Regions from separate parts of the Mus musculus genome. Here regions 2 and 3 are each linked to region 1. A link is a contact called in public promoter capture Hi-C data. All regions are on one chromosome and are shown on one strand. The core of a region is the stretch at or near the end of the contact, and the rest is flanking DNA. Distances in the headings are between cores, read along the strand shown. Region 1 holds the start of Mrps33 (mitochondrial ribosomal protein S33). Region 2 holds the start of Casp2 (caspase 2). Region 3 holds the start of Gstk1 (glutathione S-transferase kappa 1).

Evidence for each region. Promoter capture Hi-C pulls out the DNA fragments that hold promoters and counts their contacts.
Region 2: a contact with region 1 is called in a promoter capture Hi-C map of pre-B cells. The contact joins the promoter of Casp2 here to the promoter of Mrps33 in region 1.
Region 3: a contact with region 1 is called in a promoter capture Hi-C map of pre-B cells, with 6 times the contacts expected there. The contact joins the promoter of Gstk1 here to the promoter of Mrps33 in region 1. A contact is called at or near these places in 2 of 39 promoter capture datasets (liver and pre-B cells).

What each region holds. Positions count from the first base shown.
Region 1 is chr6:39,809,204-39,813,424 of GRCm38.p6, forward strand. It overlaps Mrps33 (mitochondrial ribosomal protein S33), which reads right to left and starts at 1,733. Exons shown (of 3, transcript NM_010270.2): 1 at 1,661-1,733.
Region 2 is chr6:42,263,003-42,267,223 of GRCm38.p6, forward strand. Casp2 (caspase 2) reads left to right here and starts at 1,983. Exons shown (of 11, transcript NM_007610.2): 1 at 1,983-2,195. The coding sequence starts at 2,122. Tmem139 (transmembrane protein 139) reads left to right here. Exons shown (of 3, transcript NM_175408.4): 2 at 242-503; 3 at 726-1,553. The coding sequence starts at 259. The coding sequence ends at 1,125.
Region 3 is chr6:42,244,024-42,248,244 of GRCm38.p6, forward strand. It overlaps Gstk1 (glutathione S-transferase kappa 1), which reads left to right and starts at 1,912. Exons shown (of 8, transcript NM_029555.2): 1 at 1,912-2,070; 2 at 2,527-2,608; 3 at 2,788-2,916; 4 at 3,461-3,561; 5 at 3,711-3,746. The coding sequence starts at 1,999.

The DNA of each region.
Region 1 (4,221 bases), core at 483-2,982:
ACATGGTGAGACCCTGTCTCACCACAAAAACACAGGCTAAAATGCCTGCTTTCTGTAACTGGTCCTAGGGCGGATGCATTGCTACCTCCCTTCTCCCTTCTTTAACTTAAAAAAAAAAAAAAAAGAAGAGGCTGGAAAGATGGCTTAGCAGTTTAGGTGCTTGTCACCAGGCCTGCCATCTGACTGTGATCTCTGGGACTCCCCTAAGGTGACCTCTGCATGCCTGAGCACACACACATACATGTAAAGGGCTATTTAAAAATTTAGGACGTTTTGAGATTTCAGTATGCTTTCCTAAAGGATTTCAATTTTATGAAAGAATATAACCTTTTAAATTATATAACATTAAGTCAAATGATTTACATGCCAATTAGATTTCAATTCACATAAAATTATCCTAGGAGTTACACAATAGGGTAAAAATTAAAAACAAACAAACAAAAGTTATTTGTGGGTGGGTCTGTGTGACTATGTTCCCAGGGAGGCAAGATGGAGAGGGTTCCCCTAGACCAGTAGTTCTCAATCTTCCTAATGCGGCGTTCCTTTAATACAGTTCCTTATGTCGTGCTGACCCCTCTACCATAAAATTATTTCATTTCTACTTCATAACTGCAGTTCTGCTATTGTTATGAATTTATGAATTGTAATGTAAATATCTGATATGCAGGATATCTGATATGTGACTCACAGGTTGAGAACCTCTGCCCTATAATGGTGTTATACGTGGTTGTGAGTTATCTGACTAGAAACTCAACCTGGATCCTGCAAGAGCAATATGCTCTATTAACTACTGAGCCATCTCTTCAGCCTCACAAATTAGTTCCTTTGAAATATCATGTTTCTTTAAATGTGAATGAAAGAAAAATACAGGTGAAAATAACCGTTGAAAATGAGAAGCAAAACCAAATTACTTAAATATGTCAAGCAAAACACATAAAGCCCACATCTGAAAATTCAGAACTCTTTTTTCCCCTTTTGGCATAAAAAGATAAGTTTATCTTTCTCATGGATCTATTTATTTAAAATGCTTGCAGGTACACTTGTGTGGGTATAAGTGTAGGTCAATTATCAACATCAGGAGTACAATTTACCTTATTATTTGAGTTTCGACTGACAAGGAAAGCTGAAGGCATAGTGCCTGCCTAATCACGACCCAAGGAATGCATACGAGTTGTTACTGAGAAGCAACGTGCTCAGAGCATTTAAAAACTGGTACCAATTATTTTACTGGGTCACAGGGCATGAACCCCTCCGAACAGATAACTTTATTTTTTTTTTTTTGTTCAGCATGCACAACTCATACTCTCCGCTGTCTGATTCGCGCACTCCTCCGGCGCTGGAAGCTGTAGTAGAGTCATTCATTTTCCCAAGCATCATCTAAACTGCATTTTAAATAACAATCAACAAATATCGCCGGCGCATCCCACACAAAACTGAGTGCGAGGGCGGGCTCACTAGGAGAAAGGAAGTGCGTTTTTGGTTTGTTCAGTTCCCCACAGGATAAGGGGAAAGCCTCGGGTGTTTGTGGGGTACACGTGGAAGCTCCAGGAAGGCCCCTAACTGACTCGACTGGATCTGGCAATTCCACCAGGTTAGGGACCCGGGTCCGCCCGCACCGCCGCCGCCCTCTGCTGTGACCCCAGCGCTCCGCTTGCCTTACCTGCTCCTGACCTCGCGCACGCGCGTCCCCGGAAGGCCCGCCCCCCTTTACTTGCTTCCCAGCTCCAGAGAGCAGGAGAGAGGCGGAAGCTTGATGGCTAGAGCGGAGTCGGCGGACAACCCGGAACTACTCTCACTCCCTGGGGGCGGGACCTCGGGCGACACCTAGCGGCCGCGCTCGCTCTGAGCCCAGGGCCTCCGCCCGCGAGGAAAGCCGGGTTGTGTGGGTGTGGTTCTGAGAGTGGGGGAGCCTTGGCTATCCAGGAAGGTTCTAGAGGGACCACACGCATCATTTTGTCGAGAATAGCCAGAGCTGAGTCCCTCCTCGCTGAAGCTCCTTGCTCTGTGATAATAGAATGAAATGCAGTATTTTTCCTTTGTCTTCACGTTTCATTTTTCTTTTCATTAGAGCTTATGCTCTTTGCGTTCCAAAGATACTTGATGCTAGCTCAGAGTCTTTCTGACCGTGTTGGGTTCCTATCAATCAAGGAGTTGAGCTGTGGTTCTCTTTTCGGGGTACAGGGATAGAACTCTTGGATAGGAGATAGACAGGAGCAGTAACACAGAGAAATTGTGTTTTGGAAGATAGCCTAAGTTCTGCTTCTCTTTGTACATTTGGATAAGCTAGTGTAAAACTCTGTCCCCAGCCTTTTTCTTTTCTTTTCTTTTTTTGTTTTGTTTTGTTTGTTGAGACAGGGTTTCTCTATGTAGCATTGGCTGTCTTGGAACTCACCGTGTAGACCAGGCTGGCCTCAAACTCAGAGACCCATCTGCCTCTGCCTCCTGAGTGCTGGGATTAAAGGTACACACCTGGGCCGTCAATCCCAGACTCAAACTTTTATGATAAACTCTCAATTGTTTTTTAAAAGCAAGATGTCTTAATTGTGGAGCAAGAAAATATCGTAACGGACAGTATGAGATCAATCATGAGATCTTGAGCAATCTCAAAAGAAATCAGATATGTGGGCCAAGAAAACTGCAGCTTTATCTGCGCAGCTGTGTCAGCTGCGGGTCAGAGTGCCCTTTACCGTTGACTGTCCTTGGGAATGAAGATAGGTTGCTCATACCGCATCAACAACTAAGGTACCGGGGTATTTGCCTACGTGTGCACCAGTGAAGGGTCAGCATCCTGCAGAGACCATGACTTCATTACGATATTATTTTCATTGTGGGCTTGGCCAGGATAAGCTTTTCTAGAGGATCCTGAGAAGAAATATCCTTCAAAAGTGATCTGACCCACCGTGACTTAGGAAAGAAAAAGGCTCGCCCTACTCTATCACTATGACACCCACTTTATAAATGTAAGAATTAAAAAAAAAATACGACGGGGAATCTACTGTGCTCTTGCCCTTCTCTTTGGAACAGCTCACTCCTTGAAATCTTCGCTTGCTTTGTTAGATAAACTGCTTACACTGTGTGTCTCCTCTGAATTTCTTCCTTGAAAAAACAAGAGCTGAGAGACCGCCTCTCATAAAAAAGGCATGTCTCCTCGGCAAGCCTTTCACTGACAACAGAAACACTATCAGTATTTCGCTCCTTGCAAAATCTGCTTTCAATAGAGCCACCTTTTATAGGGATTACTATACAGTGCCTATTGAGTGCTTGGTAGGTCGATTGAGAAACGAGTGCTTATTTTCTGAGCATTAATCAAAGTCTTACATAAATACAGTAAAATAGATTTTAGAATTGAGGCAAGTCAGCAGCAAGTTCTATATCTAGAGGAGGGCATTCAATTGACATTGTCTTTGCTCCTATAGAATTTGTGTTTGCCAAGTTTTAATATGTTATCAACTCACATTATAGTATGCAATCTTATTAACATTTACACCAAGGCTGTTAAAGTCCTATGCATAACTACAGCCACCTACCCCAGTGTCCTAGGCGGCAACAGTCCTTGGAGAACTTTCACTTGTGTTTTCTGTTTCTGGAGGTTTGGGTTGTTTTTAAACCAATGTTTTATAAACATGAAGACCTCTATTCTAGTTTGCCTCCCTGTTGCTGTGATGAAACACTGACCAAAAACTACCTGGGGAAGCAAACTTTATTTGGCTTACAGCTTACATTCTATCATTTGGAGAGACCAAGGCAGGGCTCAAGACAGGAACTGAATCAGAGACCATGGAGGAACACTGCTTACTGGCTTGCTCCCATGACTTGTCCAGCTTGCTTTCTTCTATAACCCAGGACAACTTGCACAGGAATGACACAGCCCACAGGGGGCTTAACACTCCCAAATTAGTTATTAATCAAGAGAATGTCCCACAATTTCATGGAGGCAATTATTCAAAAGTTATGCCTTCCTGGGACACTCTATGTCAAATTGATAAAAACTAACCAGCAATGATTCCTTTTTGTATTGGCTGCTAGCTTTAAAGCAAAATTTGTAATTGACTCATGGTGTGAAATATTCTATATGTGTGTGTGTGTGTGTGTGTGTATATCCCCTATATATGGGTTGATAACATACAAAAACTTGGCAAACACAAATTCTATAGGAGCAAAGACAATGTCAATTGAATACCCTCCTCTAGATATAGAACTCACTGCTGATTTTAGAATAGA
Region 2 (4,221 bases), core at 733-3,232, 2.5 Mb after region 1:
CGTTCATCTGTTCATCTGCGAGTTGAGAATCAGAACTGAACTAATTTCCCAGCTTTCCAAAGCAATAACCTATAATAATAGGAGACAATAATGGAGCTGCCAGAGGCCCTGAAGATCATTTGTTTCAGACTGAATTGAACACTGGGAATCCAAATAGAAGAGCATAATACTTTTACTTTGGGGTCTGGCACTACTGCAGTGCTGATCACTAGCTAACACACAACTGTGTGTCTTTCTGCAGGTGCCCTGGGAGGGGCCATGGTGCCAAGACAGTTGTTGGGGAAACTGAAGCAGCCATTTCTCTTCCTGAGCAGTGCCTCCCTCCTCCTGGGGCTGGCTTTACTGGTCATACAGTCTGATGTCGCCCCTGTTGCTTACTTCTTCCTCTGCTTGGCTGGCTTTTGCTTTGTTGCTTGCCTCCTGGCCTGTGTTATGGAACGATGCTCCCGATCGATGCCAAGCTCCAGGCAGACTGAGAATCCAGAGGCCTCAGGCCAAGCGCAGTGAGTCGATGGGAGATGGGCAGGATGACGGGAAGACACGCAAGGCCCTCGTTCCCTCTGTGCCCATCCTTTCTTAAGCATAGACTCTGCTTTCCTCTGTCACTGGTATCATTAAGAGCAATGGTCAGCAGACAATAGAGAGGTCTTTTGCAAGAATGGTGGAACAGAAAAAGGGGGTCTTCTTTCAGGTACCCACTAACGACCATATTTCTTCTCCCACAGAGACAATGGAGCTTTTGAGGTGCCAACCTATGAACAGGCTGTAGAGGTGATGGATTCACAACCACAGAGCCACCTCCAAGAGCTGGAGCAACCACCCCCTTACAGCAGTATCATAATATCCCCAGGAGTTGAGGGGGCACAGCCTAGCCAACCAGACAGTCCCAGCACAGGCAGTCTGAAAAGGCGAGTGGGCTCAGAGGGGACAATGACTGCCAGAGGAAACCCTGGAAGAATTCTTCGACTTAGGGGTCCACGAGTTGTGGCCACTGCTCCTGATCTGCAAAGCATGAGAGTGGCCCCCAAACTGGAGCCTAGTACTCCACCTCCTGCCTATGAAATCAGTTTTGCTCATGCTGATGATGACAGTGTTTTCTATGAAGATAAATGGATACTTCCCTAAGTGGTGCCCTCAGAACCTGTGCACTCATTTGCCCAGCATTTCCTAGTGTCTATTGGATCAGAAACTGGTTTTACCCGGACATCACAATCGAGGCCTTCAAAGCAGCGGGGAGTCGGGCTGTGGCATGTCGTTCACAGATAAATGGCACACCTAGATTCTTCTGGAAACATTCTGGAACCTATCTGATGACCAGTATTTCCAGAGTAAGGTGGAAGATGAGAAAGAGATAAGTTACCAAGAGAAGCTGGAGGGATACCTCTGAGTGACTGCTGTGTTTCTTCTATTGTAGACACCAAGTCTCCCTGAGATTCCTGATGGGGTATTACCTACCAAGATAATGAGAGCTTCTAAGGTTGAGGGGAGCTGAATAGTTTGCACAAGAACGGGATGCTAGTAAAAACATAAAAATAACTCGAATCAAATTCCAATTCCAGTGCCTCCTGTTTTCAATACCAAGCAGGCAATCCGCATTACTTTATAGCCTTGTCAACTGGTAGATAAGAGAATGAGAGGACACTTGTGTAGGAAAAGCGCGACCACGAGCTGCCCCAGCCTGGGAGAAGAGCGCCTCCTAGTGCTTTCCGTCTTCCCTGCATCCTGGCCCTGGAAGTTCAAGGCGAACAAGGATAACAAGGGAAGCCCAGCCCCTTTGGTCTCTTGTAGTTACTTCAGGAGGGGTCGGAGGAACCAGGGGAGGGGGCTGCGGTTTCCGCGGGAATCGATAGCCAATCAGGTCCCCGAGTAGGAGAACCCTCGCTCTTTTCCCGCCCCTTCCCGTTCCTTCTAGCGCCTCCTCTCTTCCCATTGGGCTGTGCGAGCCTCAGCGAGCAGTGTGCGCTTGCGCATGTCCCGGCGTGGGTGGGGCTTGCTGGCGTCGGGCGGAGCCGTGCGCAAGCGCGGCGCGGTGGGAGGCTGGGGGAGGGATGCGGGGGCTGGCGCGGCCCAGCGTTTGTTTGTTTTGTGGGTGGTGCGTGTGCAGCCCGGGAAAAGCTGGAAATGGCGGCGCCGAGCGGGAGGTCGCAGTCCTCCCTGCACAGGAAGGGGCTGATGGCGGCTGACAGGAGGAGCAGGTGAGGAGGGCAGAGGAGGGGAGGCGGCCAGGCGAGCGGCGCGGCTTCTTGGCCTGGTGCCGCGTGTACAGGGGCTGCAGCAGCCTCCCTTTGTCCAGCGCAGAGGAGTCTATGAGAGCGATCTTGTCCGTCCCGCGCTACTTCTCGCCTGCGGCATCTCACCTTTTCCAGAGATGCTCCGGCTTTTCCTTCCAGTTCTTAGCTGAGGACTTAAACTCATTTCTCTTTAAAAACCAGAGACTTCGCAGCTCGGCCTTGGGCGCATTTGACTTGGATTGACTATCTCGTGCCCTGCACTGCTTTCTCATATAATAGATGTTTGTCAGAGAGTTCCACACAGGTTTGGGGGATTTGAATCCTTTGAGAGGATTAGATGGTTCCCGTTTCTCCGCCTCCTCCGTCAGTTTCGATGAAAACATTGCACAGGACGACACAATTTTATTGTTTCCTGTCCAGACCTCTAACATTAATATAGAAACGGGAACTCTTACAGGACACGGAATCAAAGCGTTAGAAACCTCTCGGTGTTCTTTTTCTCCATTCCACTTTTCATGGGTGCCCTAAAATTCCAGGTGACTGGAAACTTCGGGAAAGTTCATATTTTAAGCCTGGTAGTTTGAGATAAAAGGAAGTGGCAGGTGTGCGGAGTAGGTGGAGCCTCAGATAAAACACGGTGACGACTGCTTCGTTAAAAATTCAAGCCTGGGACATAAGAGGATTTAGAACTGGAGTCAGTAAATTGTACCTGAGGATGCAATTGTCTAGAGAAAAGCCCCCTCCCCTTTATTTTTTTGCAAGGGTGTCCTAGTGCAGGGCCAGCATTTAAAGGCTACAAGGCTGTAATCCTGGCATCCTGATGCCTGAGGCAAGAGAATCAGAAACTGAAAATGAGTTTGGTCTCCTGGTCTAGTCCTGTCAAAGAGAATGAGGTGTTGGGGGAGAGGTCAGGTGCCCTCTACAGGAAACCGGAACATGGCTAGCCAACTGAAACTGGAGAGAGCAGTAGAGTGGAAGTCGAGGAAATGAAGCCGCTTAAGAAATGGATCTTCCTAATGACCTAAGAACTCTGCTCTACCATTCATTATATACCTAATGATAAACCCAGCTAACAGCTGCTGTATTCATTTTAATTTAACCAAGGTCCTGTATTTATCCCCATTACTGTGTTGTCTTGTAAGGTGATTCTTAACTGAGGTTTTAAATTCATGTAGAGCATGAATTTTAAAACCTCAGTTAAAATTCTAGTGAATTTTGAAATAGCAGGTACATTCTGAATATTTACTCTGCGTCAATACCTCTTGCTAATGCAGTTTCTCAGGACCCTATTTTTCCATCTAACTGTGGCCTGAAAGGACTTAAAGGAGCCTTTATACAAGGGGCATTCGACCAGTGCGTGGTATTTCAGTGATTGAAGGTGCTTACTTGTGCTCCTATATTTTACCTGCATTGAAATCGGGATTCATCTAAAAATCTCTGATGTATAAAGTCAACTGTTACACTGTCACTCCATTGTCATCAGACTTAAGCATTTTTTCATACTAAATAAGATCAGGGAGATTCATTGGACACATAAAGGATGTATATTGGAAATGGTATTCACCATTCTTGAGCATAAGCAGGTCTCTTTACAAATTTGAGAGGAAAAACTATGGAATCTTTTAAATACATTTATTGCTGGGAACTAAATTACCAAGATAATTTAACCATTGCTTACACTGTCCTTGTGATTACAATTTATACCGTGTTCACCATTAGTATCTACCTTCTGTGGCTTTCACTCAGTTTCACTTACCCATACCTTGTAGGATTTTTGATCACTTTTTAGTATTAGTTTATCATGGAAATGTAAGATATTTTTGATATTTATGTGAGCCATCTAGAGCAAGTGTGTGTGTCTTAGAGATATGGGTGTTAGCTTTAGGTTTTTATTACTTTATTCCTGTCCTAAGATCATTTTCAACTTAGGTTCGATTTCTAAGATAAAAAGTATGTCATGTTTTCTGAACACTAAAGCTTGTCTGTCAGA
Region 3 (4,221 bases), core at 662-3,161, 2.4 Mb after region 1:
TATATTTTACTAAAACCTCTCATCCTAATATCATTCATTGAATAATTAATCTTTTACTAAATTGAAAAGGCAGCTTATTTAAAGCTTTTCTGGGATTAATTTATGGCTCTGCTTATTGGGGTTTCAAATATAAGCATTGTCTCTACCTTATGTAAGAAGATAAAAATTTCATGCATAAATACCAATCTTTCCCTCCATCCTCCAATGTCTAGTAATTATTATTATTATGTTTAGTTCTTCTGTGGGTCCTTTGGCTACCTTATGTAGTTTTGTTTAACATTCTGTTTCAACAGCTCTAATCAGTGTCTAGGGTTCAACTGGATAAGTGCACAGCCAGTGACTCCAGTAACTGAAGGTTGTCTCTGTACCTCAAGTTTCCATTCAAAGAACTACAGTGTAATTTATTAAAGAAATAGAGAACTTATGAACCTGAGTTTCCCAACAAGCTGCTGGGTTTCATCCAATTATAAGCATCTAAGTTTAACGAACCACAGGTAGTCAACCATCAGAAGATCACGTCTTAGTACCACCAACTCCTCACCATGACCAGTTATTTCTGAGCCTTAATCACTTTTTCTGTCTGTAAATATTAAACGCCCACATTGCAGAGTGGCACTCTTTGAACCTCTCCTGATGCTACCTAATGTCTGAAGTGTTCTTTGCTAAAGGTACTCTAAGTTGTCTAAAGCTTTCTTTTAACACTAGCTATTACTCTCAGCAATATAATGGTGTAAGAAAATAAAAGTAAGTACATTTTTAACCTGTCAGTATGTGATGTGCGTATGTTTGAATATTACAATGTGGGCACCCCACATGAGGAGGTCTTTCCTTGTTGTCCACCTTGTTTAATCAAGGTTCTGAATATACAGCAGTATTATGTATGCTAAGATAAGTGGCCAGGGAGCTTCCAAGGACTCTCTTGTCTCTACCTCCTATCTCATAGTAGGAACACTGGGATTACAGATTAATGCTACTAAACACAGCATCATGTGTACTCTGAAGATCAAAAATCAGGTCAACACAGTTGCACCATTGACCCACTAAACCCCCTCCACAGACGAAAAGGGAATATATTTTTGTTTTTCCCCCCATATCATCTATAATACCAAAACTTTTAATAATAAATGATAACAATAGTATATGGTTCCAGGATATACAAAGCAACATATCAAGACCCCACCCCACTCCCCCAAAAACCCTAAATAAATGAATAATACTAGTAGCAGATGAAGTCCTGTGCCTTCCCTCTTGGGATGTAAGTCATCCTTTTGTTTAGTGTGTCCACACTGTATATATTACCTACCTCCATTTCTGTGACCACCTCCGTTATCAGATCAAGTGCTGTACTGATGAAATACTTATGTTCAAGTAACATTTTTATTATAATAAGGCACAAATTTTAGTGTGGCATGTTATGGTTCTTCTAGCATTCATCACTAATGTGCCTAATTTATAAGTTATAATTTACTGTGTGTAGAAAAAAAACATAATATGTAGAGTTTCATCTACAGTTTCAGGCATCCCCTGGGTGTGCTGTAATGTATAGAATGAAGATTTTTTAAAAGACCACTATGTCAACTGTCAAATTCATTCTAAACATTGTTCTTATCTCTGAGAAAGTGAATACAATAAAAGATGCAATTCGGAACTTCCATATTGCCGGTCTTTAAACGTCATCCAACGCAAATTTGGATCCTTGTGTATTGCCTTCTTGCTTGAGGGACAAAGTTCTAGAGCTGGCTGCACACACTTGAGATCCTTCTCTGGATCTGACCTTCCCCTTTATCTCAGACTCCGCCTTCCTCATCCGCTCTTGGTCTACCCGTGTACACCCCTGGGCCAGCCCTATAGGGCGGGGCCTCTCCCGGAGACTGCGCACTAGGGCCCTTAGCAGACCCGCCTGCAATTCGCGGACTACGATTGGCTGCTTGCTCTTCAGCTACCTAAAGCTCTTCGGCAGCCCAAGGCTTCAAGTTCACTTTCTCTCACCACTGTAGAATGGGGCCGGCGCCGCGCATCCTGGAACTCTTCTACGACGTGCTGTCCCCGTACTCCTGGCTGGGCTTTGAGGTGACACGGGGGAGCCGCCCGGGTTGTGGTCTGCGAGGCGAGTGCACAGTGGGGCACTGATCACCGGGCTGCAGAAATTCCAGTGGATGCCCTCAGGGTTAGCACAGGGTTCAGGTTCAAGTTCACTTTGTGCCTTTAAACGGACCGAGACTCCGCCAAGTAGGGTCCTGATCCTAAGGTCAAATATTCTCTTTCCACAGACCCTAGAAAGAACAGAGGCAACTCCAATGAAGCTAGGTCAAGTTCGGGGAGGGGGATCAGGGGCGCTAGGATGCTCTACGGGATGAAAACCGTACACTGGAGTAAGCATTCTGGTATCTATTTCAAAGAACTGAGAGTTTTGTCCTATTAAACCAACCAGTTCAGTGTGAAGTCCCCATCTCTGTCCAGCACTTAGAGGCAGAAGACAGCCCTCAAATGCCACACAAGCTCCCCTTCTTATCTCTGCACTTGTAGGTCCTATGCAGATACCAACACCTCTGGAATATAAAGCTGCAGTTGCGGCCCACTTTAATCGCTGGGATCATGAAAGACAGCGGTAAGCATGAAGAAGCTCCACCTCTCTGGGCAAGGAGGGTTGCTTTCTGTGGCCTGAGGGGCCTGTCCTGCACTGAGTATGCAGACCTCAGCCTAAACTAGTAGTTTGCTTTCTACTGGAGAGGTTCCAGTAGACCCTCATGTCCTCTCTCACCAGTTGTCTTAACTCTCCACTGCCAGGAAACCAACCACCTGCTATGGTTCCCCGAAAAGGCCAGTACATCTTCAAAGAGATTCCTCTCCTGAAGCAGTTCTTCCAGGTTCCCCTCAACATACCCAAGGATTTCTTTGGTGAGACTGTGAAGAAAGGTGAGGAGGAGGATGAAGAGAAGACTCGGCAGTTAAGAGCACCGGCTGCTCTTCCAGAGGACCTAATTTAATTCCCAGCACCCACAATGGTGGGTCACAACCACCTATAACTCCAGTTTCAGAGGAAACAGAAATAAATAAGTGAAGAGGGTCAGAAACACTGGGGAATGTAGTGGAGAGCAGTCCAGCTGAGGCTTTCATAGGATATCAAGAAATAAAACATGCTTGTGTGGGGAACCCAGCATCAGCTAGCCAAAAGAGAGGGATGGGAGAAGCAAGAACTGCATAGAGTAAATCCATTATGAGAAACTGGAATTAAAGACTGCAGGTGACGGAGCTTGGGGGAGTGTCTGAAAGAAGGATGAGCTTGGGGGCGTGTCTGAAGGAAGGATGAGCTTGGAGGCGTGTCTGAAGGAAGGATGAGCTTGGGGGCGTGTCTGAAGGAAGGATGAGCTTGGGGGCGTGTCTGAAGGAAGGATGACACGGTCCTCCATCAGGACAAAAGGAATAGGAATCTTAGCTCTACATGCCTCTGCCCCCACAGGAAGTATAAATGCCATGCGCTTCCTCACCACTGTAAGCATGGAGCAACCAGAGATGCTGGAGAAGGTGTCCAGAGAGATATGGATGCGTGTATGGTCTCGAGTAAGGGCTAAACTCTGAATCCTGGAGGGAGGGGACGGGGAGCTAGATGAGATTCTGACCTTGCCCGGGGCAATTTCCAGAAATAGGATCCTGCTGTCATACCGGTCTCTTTGCTATTTCCTTCTGGCTAAATGTTCTCTTCTTCTTAGGATGAAGATATCACGGAGTATCAGAGCATTCTGGCTGTGAGTGTCTAGACTGGACTCCCTACTATTGTCACAGGGAATCTGAGAACAAAGAAGGGTTCTTAACGATTGAGAAAGTTAGTGTCTGAGGGGACAGGTTACTATAAAGTTGGGATGAAGAGGATTCTTTGAAGAATGTTCTGTGGGCTATGGTTGTAGCTCGTACTTAAGCGCAGTTCATACTTAGTCTGCTTGAGTCCCTTAGTTTAATCCCCAGCCACAGCAACAAAATGTCTACTGTGGATAGCATATGAATAAAATGGGTTTGATGAAAAAAAAAAATGAAGTAAGTCAGTGTGGGAAAGGGAGGACCATGTGGGAACCCTGGATGGGAAAGGATGGAGCCTTCTGTTCTCAGGCCTCCAGGGATTCCCAGCGCAAGCTTCACTGATGTATGCCCATCACAAAGCAGGAGACTTTACCCAGACAAAAAGATAACTGACAAGTGAGAATTAAACAGATGCTCAGTGAGAAA